Linked DNA regions of Arachis hypogaea: region 2 is linked to region 1. A link is a contact called in public Hi-C data. All regions are on one chromosome and are shown on one strand. Each heading gives the region's core, a stretch centred on a gene start, on an enhancer-like site or on the middle of the called end of the contact. The rest is flanking DNA. Distances are from core to core; before and after follow the strand shown.

Region 1 (4,171 bases), core at 1,229-3,728:
AACACGAGCAGCAGCAACAAGCAAATAACAATACCGGCAATAAGACCAATAAAGAGCCCAATAAGCCCAAGGTGAAGCTTGAATGCAAAAAGCACACCAAGGGGCAGGGTAAGGAAGTAAAATCCACCCAAATTAGCATACATGCCCAACCACGGTCTAGCTGTCCCTCTAAGTATGCCTCCACAAACCGCCACCGGAAAATTAAACACTTCCACAAGAGCCATCAGCAGCATTGTCCTTTTTACCCCTGTTATGATTCCCCTTTCATGGCTAAACAGAGGCCCCCAGGCTCCCCTTGCCCCCACCATCACCAAGCTCCCTATGCACCCGCAGGCACACCCCAATCCCAAAGAAACACACGCCGCCCGGTACGCGGGGGCGGCATGGTTGGCCCCGAGCTCGTTGGAGACTCGGGTGGAGACACAGGTGGCCAGGGACAGCATGACGGAGAAAAGCAGATAGTCGAAGTTGAGAACAATGGTGAGAACTCCGAGTGAGTCCTTAGCGTCAGTGAGGTGGCCAGTGAGCAAGATGAGAATCTCATAGCACCACCATTCCAAGCATGTGTTGAGGCAGCATGATCCGCACAGCTTCAAAAGCCTAATCCAATCTTGTATGCTCTGATCCCACCACCCCCCTTCCTTCCACATGCTTGCCTTTCTGTTCTCAAGAATGGCTACGTAAATTGCCAGCAGAACCACCACTATAAGATCGGTTATCCAAACAGCCATGGAAACCCCCCCAAGGCCCATGGTTTTTGAGAGTACTATGTTGATTGGTATGTGGAAAGCAAGTGCCACGGCTGAACTGAACATGGTTGGGAGTGTTATGCTTTGGGAGCTCAAGTAGGATTTTAAGGGGCAGAAGAGCGAGGTCACAAACAAATCTGGTATAAGATATGAGATGTAGGTTTTGGCCACCGTTGAAATATCTTGGTGCTGCCCGAAGTGAATTAAGATTTTGTCAACGTTGAGCCATAGGAAAGTGATGGGAATTGTTACCAAGAGGAGCAATATGATTGTCATGAGAAGGGTCTTGTGGAGGAGTTTGAAGTTTCTAGCACCGTGAGCTTGTCCACAGATGGGTTCCATGGCGCCGCACAGGCCGTTCAGGACGGAGAAGCCGGTTACGTTGGCGAAAGTGAAGCCCAGTGCACCGCCGGCTAAGCTGAGCTCGCCCAGGCGGCCTAGAAATGCTGTTGTGATGGCTGTCTTGGCAAACCAGGCAAGGTTCATGGCCACCATTGGAAGGGCTATTCCTCGTTGAATTCTCAGCTCTGAAGCCACCATCTTCCCAAGGCTTGCAGGAGCAGGTGAAGATGATTGGTCATTACTTTCTACGTTTATGCTTGCCTTCTCTACCAACTCAGATTTTGCTGCTGACATTTTTACTTTGTTTTGGTTGGACAGATTAGTATCATTCATTTTGTGCGTGCTTGCTTGCTTGCTTGCCTGAGCACTAGTTGTTAAAGGATGAAGTCATTGCCATTATCACAAGAGGATCTTCTTTCTAATTTGTGAAAGATTTATAGTGCTTTTATGATGACCCATGCCAGCCAGAGACCACAGCTACAACACACTTTAATTTGCTTGGTTTCTTCAAAGTACATGAGTACTTATTATACAAGGTTTGCAACATCAACCTCCTTATATTCTGTTTACTTGTTTACCATGGCCTCTTTGATTACATGCAACAGGTTACATATTTCTAAAAAATTTAAAACATAATAATGTATAGCATAAATGGCTAGACATGTCGTCTTCTATATCTTTAGTCTTTAAGCTAATTGGAGAAATAGAAAATGAGATGAGATATTAATATCACATGATTTTCAATTTTTCATATACTCTCAACAAAAATATTATGTATAGATAAAAAAAAATTAACGCAATCATCAAATTACTATCTATATATTTGTATATATTTATATGTATTATTTTATATATTTTTAATGCATATTTGGTATATTTTAACACATATTTTACATAAATAATAATTTTTTTGTGTTGGTTTTATTTTAAACGGAAAGAGTTGTTAAAAGAAAGCATTTTAATTTGCATGGGCCCAAATTGGTAGTGGATTCTGTTTTTTTGTATTTTTAAAAAGAGGATTAAAATTAGCCACAAATTAAAAATTAATAATTAATGTAAAATATACATTTAAAAATATATAATATATATTAAAAATAAATTAAATTATGTATGTATTTATATAAAAATATATAGTAACGAATCTTAATAGACAAATAATATTTTTAAATTTTTAATTATTATATCATTTATCCTCATAGCCCCAAGATCAATCTTAAGAAACATAATCAGTTTTTTCCTCTTTTTTCCATTTTCTTTTATCACATGTTTATATACATCATTGTAAAATAGTGAGTCATCATAATTTTATTAGCTATTAGGAATCTTATAGAATTTTAAAAGATTTGATGTGTTGTAGATTTCACACAAGTTTATATATATTGCATCATTATCCAGTTTCTGTTATTACTGTAGACAAAATTACAAAAAACCTTATTGTGGTTGGAGGGCTTTGCTGTTTTGTGTTCCCGACTAAAAGGTAGTCTAGAGGTAAAGGAGATCACATCTCATACCTATTATGGCATGCATCTATTTCTAACTGTCTCAAATACATTAATTTTAATATAAAATTTAACTATCTGCTGGTTTTGGAAAATATAATATATTTCGCACAAAATAATGATGCTCTTAAAAAAGTGTCATATATATGCAGAGCGGGGAATTTAAAAAAGAAAACACTGTGCAATTTTGTTATATAAAACGCGACACATTGCCAACTTATTAACTATAGCTTGATCGATTCCACATGCAGGGTAACGGCGACTATTGTCGTTGACTAATTGAGGAATCAAAGTCAATTTTAGGATATTCCCTAGATTGATGATGCCCAATAGTTAGGCTGAGAGTAATATCAACGAATGAAAAACCTTTTTTTCTTACAAAAACTATTAGAGAGTGAGACCAAAGTGACCGAAAGTGTTTTATATTATTGCAACTCCATGCACACTAGGGCATAAATTAGATGGATGAGATTAAATGAAAGGGCATAAATTCTGATAGTACTTACTAGGATATGCAAGTCACTCAAAGATAAGAATGTAGTATTGGGCATAAAAGAACGTAATCTTGGTATATAAGTATATAAAGTGTAGCATTATTAATCCTATGATCGAATGTTGTAAGGATATAGGATGTGGGGAATATATCAATCTAGCTGTGGAGTAGGGTATTGTAGTGCGACTTTAACAGATACAGATACTTCATACATAATCGAAGCACTTAGCACGTAATATTCCCACGAGATTAGGGTGAAAATAACTGAAAAGAGAACCGAAAGAAGGTCAGGCATATATACCTGATGGATAAGGGCTCTTAATTTTATTTTAACTTTTTTTTAATAATTAATTATTACATTGAATATTCACATAACTTTATGAAAATAACAAAAATAATAAAAATTATTTAATGATTCGTCTTATATATTATTTTTAAACAATTCAACTAGGTATCCTTTAAAAATGGTACAATATTCAGCTTTTTATTACAATAATTTAAAAAAAATTAAAATAAACACATCTAAAAATTATGAATAGATTTACTGTCTTTTTAAAATTAAATACACATTCAAAATACAATTTAAATAAAATTAAAATTAAAATTTTAAATTTTTGTTTCAGATTTAATATATTTAATTATTAATATATTATAATTTAAATACATATCTAAAAATAAAATTATTTAAAATTCAAAATTTTGATTTTAAAATTATAAAATAAACTTTAAACCATCTAATTATTAACTAAATCAGTACAAAGCACTCAAAAAAGTCATCCTCAACGCACATGAAAAACCTCCGAGGCGCACATCCAGAAGTCATCCTCCGCCGTCGTTCATCCGCGTCACCTTCCTCTTCTACGCTCATCCTCGACGCTGCCTTCCTCCTTCTCGGTGCTCATTCACAACGCCACATTTCCCTTTGTTAACACTCATCTTCGTCGCCGTCTTCCTCCTCCTCGTCGCCGTTTGTCCGCATCAACGTCGCCACGCCGAAAACTTACCGGAGGTTTGGATGGGTCTCTAACACCATTACTTTTTTTTATTATTCTGTATAAGTTTTTTATTTTTTTTGAAATAAAAAATCG
Region 2 (4,744 bases), core at 1,084-3,583, 70 kb after region 1:
ACTAAATCAAGAAAGTACTATATTCACTTATTAAGAAACATAGACACAGTTTTTCTCTTGCCCCAAGCTGTGTATGCTTAAACTTTAACTTTTTACAGATGAAAAGCAAAGGGAAGAACATTCAAATTTGAGTTGCTGATAATTTGAAATTATTGGATCATTTATGTCCTTGAGGCTTTAGTTGACAAACGGTTAAACTGAGAGGCTTCAACTTGTAGTGGCACTCTGCTTTGCTTGGATTCTTATGCCCTTTTGAACTCTTAGAAGGTCGAGCAACTTTTTATATCAATGGCTCCTCCTTCCCCAAGAATTAATCAAATAGGGAGGGTGAACCAAAATGAACGGTTGAGTTAATATCAAGTAGAGTGGTTAAAAAATTAGGCCAAAACAGAATGCTCCCATGGCATCTAAGATATAATTGTAAATATGGCCCTTATGCTCTCTTCTGCTCTACATTTCAAGGGCTGCAAAAGGTTCTTCAAAGGTTCTGAACAGCTTCTTGGGCAGCTTTGACAGCTTGATTATTCATACCAATAATGCATCCTGATTTCTTCATCTACTAGACTTCTGATCTTCAACCCACCTGTATATCTCATTAGCTCGATCCTTTAAATAAAAAACCAAATGCAACATAAGAGGATTAAAATATTGGTGTCTACTCCAATGAAGATTTAATGATTGTCATCATGTGAAGATACATCATTTTGACCATTAGATTATAGATTGTAGGACTTGATTTTTATTTGAAGTAAAAGTATTACTTTTATTTAAAGTGTTGCTAAACAAGTAAGTTACACTTTTTAAACAAGGATCATCATGAAAAGATATTTTTGGCATCTTCATGGGAGTAGTTGCCTAAAATATTTATTAACTTAACACAGAGCTTGAAACCTGAGGTTCTTGACAAACAAAACATAAACAATTAAATACGACTATCATGGTAAAAATGACACATGAAATAACACACTACTCACAGAATGTGTTTTTCAACGTTAAATATGAATTATACATGCAAAGAAAGGCATAATACAGAGATTTAGTAATAATCCAGAGTTCAGAAAAGCATAATCATCCAAGAAACCAGGTGTTTTAGATGGAGAATTTCTCAAACTATGGTTCAGCCTTTGGGTTTCAGCATTGTGAAGTTGCTTCCTAATAAATAATGCTGCTTTTTCAGAGCAAGAATGTTTTTTGGTATGTTTCTAATTGCTTACACAAACTACATTAGCCAATTCTACTTTTACTTCTATATCCATCATCTATAAAAAAACCCGATTATGAAACCTCTAAATTTACACATTACTTAAAAATCCATTGGATGATTAAAATTACCAGCAGAATGCACAGATGATATTTATATGTTGTTGTTATCTGAGAAGCAGATGAATAAGAATCTTTATCCGTAACTCCCAAACAAGCCCCAGCTGAAAGATCTCTAGAAATAACACACCAAGACCATCAAACCTTAAAGCAGAAATTGATAAATTAAAACCAAGTTATGTAGAGGAAATGCAACATACCAAGAGGAATTGTAGTCAAGGTTCAATCACTAACAAATTCAAGGTTCAATCACTAACAAATTCAACTCAGTGATGATTTTCAACAAAAAAAAAAAAAGATTTAGCTAATTATTTGAGTAAGACAGCAACAAAATCAAAGTTCAGTAACGATAATTAGGAACCAATTCATCTCAGTGATGATTCTCAGCAACAAAAAATCTAGCTCAATGATATTTTCAACAACAAATTATGGATGGTTCAGTGATAATCAGTAACAAATTCATGTCGGTGATTATTTTCAGCAACAAAAAGAGTAGTTCAGTGATATTTTCAGCAGCAAAATCAAACACAGCAACAAACAGAAAAAGAAAGAACAGGGGAATTTGTTGGGACTCACCAAATCGGGACCAGCTTCTGGTTGCGCGAAGGAAGCTGACAGCGAGAGTTGCTGACAGCGAGGAGGAAGCCCTGGGACCTGCTGCTTCTGCTGCCGGCAACAAGCGCAACGAAGGTGCGGGACTGACTGCAAGAGGGTGACGAGACAGGGAGAGACGATGACGACCAGTCCCAGGATCTGCTGCTTCTGCTGTCGGCGACGACGACGGCAGGGAAGGCGAGCGAGCGAGACTGAGTGGGAGACCAGAGACTGTGAGAGAGACCGGAGCCGAGAGAGCGACGACGAGCTTGAGTGCCAGTCCGGAGACAGTGAGGGAGACCGGAGACGAGAGAAGGAGAGAGCTTGCGTGCGAGGGCAATGAGCCACAGCGAGAGAGATGAGAGAGCTCGAGAGCTTCAGTGAAGAGTGACGTTAAGGGAGGAGAAGGTAGAGTTTAGGATTGCTGAACGACGTCGTATCAGCAATTAAAAAAAATGAACCGGTTCGGTTTATGTGAACCAAACAGGGTCAAACTGAGTTTTTAAACCGAGTTTACAGAATAATTTATTAACCGATTTTTTAAATACAACCAATTAAAATGTAACATGTCAACAACTTTAAAAAAGATGTTTGTAACATGTTTATGGGAGTATCCCCAAAAATTTATTGACCAAAACAAGTATAAAAAGATGTAAAACACCAAAATGGCTACCTACTCTATATTGTCATTTAGAACATCATATGTTGATGCACTTATGGCTTCAGCCTGTTTTCGGGGCAGTTTAACCTAAAAAAACAAGCATCTCACTAAAATTGTCGGAACGATACGAAAATAAAAAAATAAGATAGGAAAATGGTAAGGGACATATACGATGGCCAAAGTATCTTCCAAGACCAAGCGTGACTTCTCCAAACGAGATAATGATCTGAAACTAGAGGACAGAAATTTCACCAATCGTGCAACTATTTCTTCAACCATAGAAACTTTGTTCTTCCGGAGTGAAAATGCTAAATTCTATTTATTTATATTTGAAAAGACAGCATTCTTTAAAATCAAAGGAAAAGAAAAAGAACAAATACAATGTCTAAATTTTCAATTGAACATTCGGCGGTAAACAAATCTAAAGAAATCAATAAAAATAATAAGACAATAGATAAGGAAAACTAACTAACAACAACCATACCACGTAAATAATTTACAGATTACAATTGTTGATGCATTGAAGGTTTTTTTTTATCATTCAAAATTTTGAACAAATATTATGCTTATGCTAATAGCATTAGAAACACTCAAAAATTAAAATTATTTGTGGTGATTTAGCTACTTATTATTATTATTATTATTAAAAGTATGAACTAAGGATCTTTATCCCTTCTAATGGAAGAATTACAATGAAAAGTTTTCTTCTAAGAAGTGCAAGCAAGCTAAACAAAACAATGAGACAAATCAATACGCTCTATAAATGACAATCACCATCAGTTTTTCCATAAATTAAAATGAAAATCATTTTAAAAAGAAATCAGAACCAACGAATTTTACGCTGAAAACTGGATAAAATCTAACGTGATGACAACCTATATTGTTGAGTGATAGAAACAATTAATATCTAATGCACAAAACCAATGTTCTGAAAACCAGTTCGAACCGAAAACCGTTAGCAAAAACGATCAAGGTTCTGAAACCGAACTGATTATTAAACCGTTCTAGCTACTAGTTTACAGATTCAACCGTGGTTGAACCGAAAAACCGTTTATAATAAAATAATAAATAAAAAATAAATAAACACACCAAAACTATATGATCTTATCAATTTACAAACTCAAAAGTCTTTTTAAAACACTCTTAAAATATATGTTTCCAATCACTTTTGTCATCATCATCTTCAGCTTTATACTCATCACTCAATTAAAAAATCCACAACCCTAATCCTCTATGATTTCTTTTGGAAAAATAAAATCTCATTCAATAAAGAAACCATAGCTGTAAGTAATTCAGAATATTTGTGAGACTCAGCACCAAGACATGCAATAAATATACATATAAAGCAGTACCAAACAATCCAATTCTCAATTCCATGAATCATAAACAAAAAGGTGTCTAAATTTCCATAGAATCAATCAAATTCAGCATTAAAAAGCATCGAAAACCAAATTTTGCAGTTAAAGAATGAAGTAAAGAACATTAGAAAAGAGAGTGGCTTGGACCACCGTCTTCTGCATCAGAGAAATACAATACCATCATCATCATCACTCCCAAGACCTCCAACAACAGCATCATCTTCATGATTTCCTTGCTCTAAATCAATAACATGGGACATCTGCTGTTTGTTAATTTTTTGAAAGCATCAATTTGATTTAAAATTAAAATACAGCAACAAATAATCACCCTAAAAGCTTAAACTCTGAAATCAATAAATCTATCAACAAAAATTCAAAAACAGCATACTCATAGATTAAAAAAACAACAGCAGCTGAGTAACAAATCCATTTTTAGCAATAATTTCGACAACACAAAATCAATTTCTTTGATTGATTTCACATTCAAAAAATCACTAATCAAATTCAGAACAGACTTAGCAGAATAATAACAATACAATCCAATTACAATATCACAGCAACCCACTACCCAATATCTTAACAAACAACATCCAAACAATTAATCATGCTTCAAGCAAACAGTTTTTCAACAATTAATCATGCTTCAGCCTTCAAGCAATAGCTTCAACAATTAATTATGCTTAAAGCCAAGGTTGTCAAACTCGCGAGTCTAGGTAAACTCGTAGAGCTGACCTAGACTCGACTCGTAGACTCGTATGAGTTTACCTGTTATAATTTTTTGTAAAAAATATATATATCGTGTATAAGATAT

Evidence for each region. A called contact is a pair of places that touch in the nucleus more often than the background predicts.
Region 2: a Hi-C map of an unstated tissue shows a contact between it and region 1, with 4 times the contacts expected there. The contact joins the enhancer-like site here to the promoter of LOC112749579 in region 1.

Annotation. Positions count from the first base shown.
Region 1 is chr15:14,200,688-14,204,858 of arahy.Tifrunner.gnm2.J5K5, forward strand. LOC112749579 (protein DETOXIFICATION 56) reads right to left here and starts at 2,479. Exons shown (of 1, transcript XM_025797871.3): 1 at 1-2,479. The coding sequence starts at 1,424.
Region 2 is chr15:14,271,153-14,275,896 of arahy.Tifrunner.gnm2.J5K5, forward strand. It overlaps LOC140179604 (a long non-coding RNA gene), which reads right to left. Exons shown (of 3, transcript XR_011873174.1): 3 at 3,864-4,193. Among protein-coding and RNA genes, the nearest start is that of LOC140179604, 3.6 kb to the right of the region's middle. Within about 2 kb of position 2,334, at least 2 of the 3 cell types and tissues checked have open chromatin away from gene starts, as enhancers often do.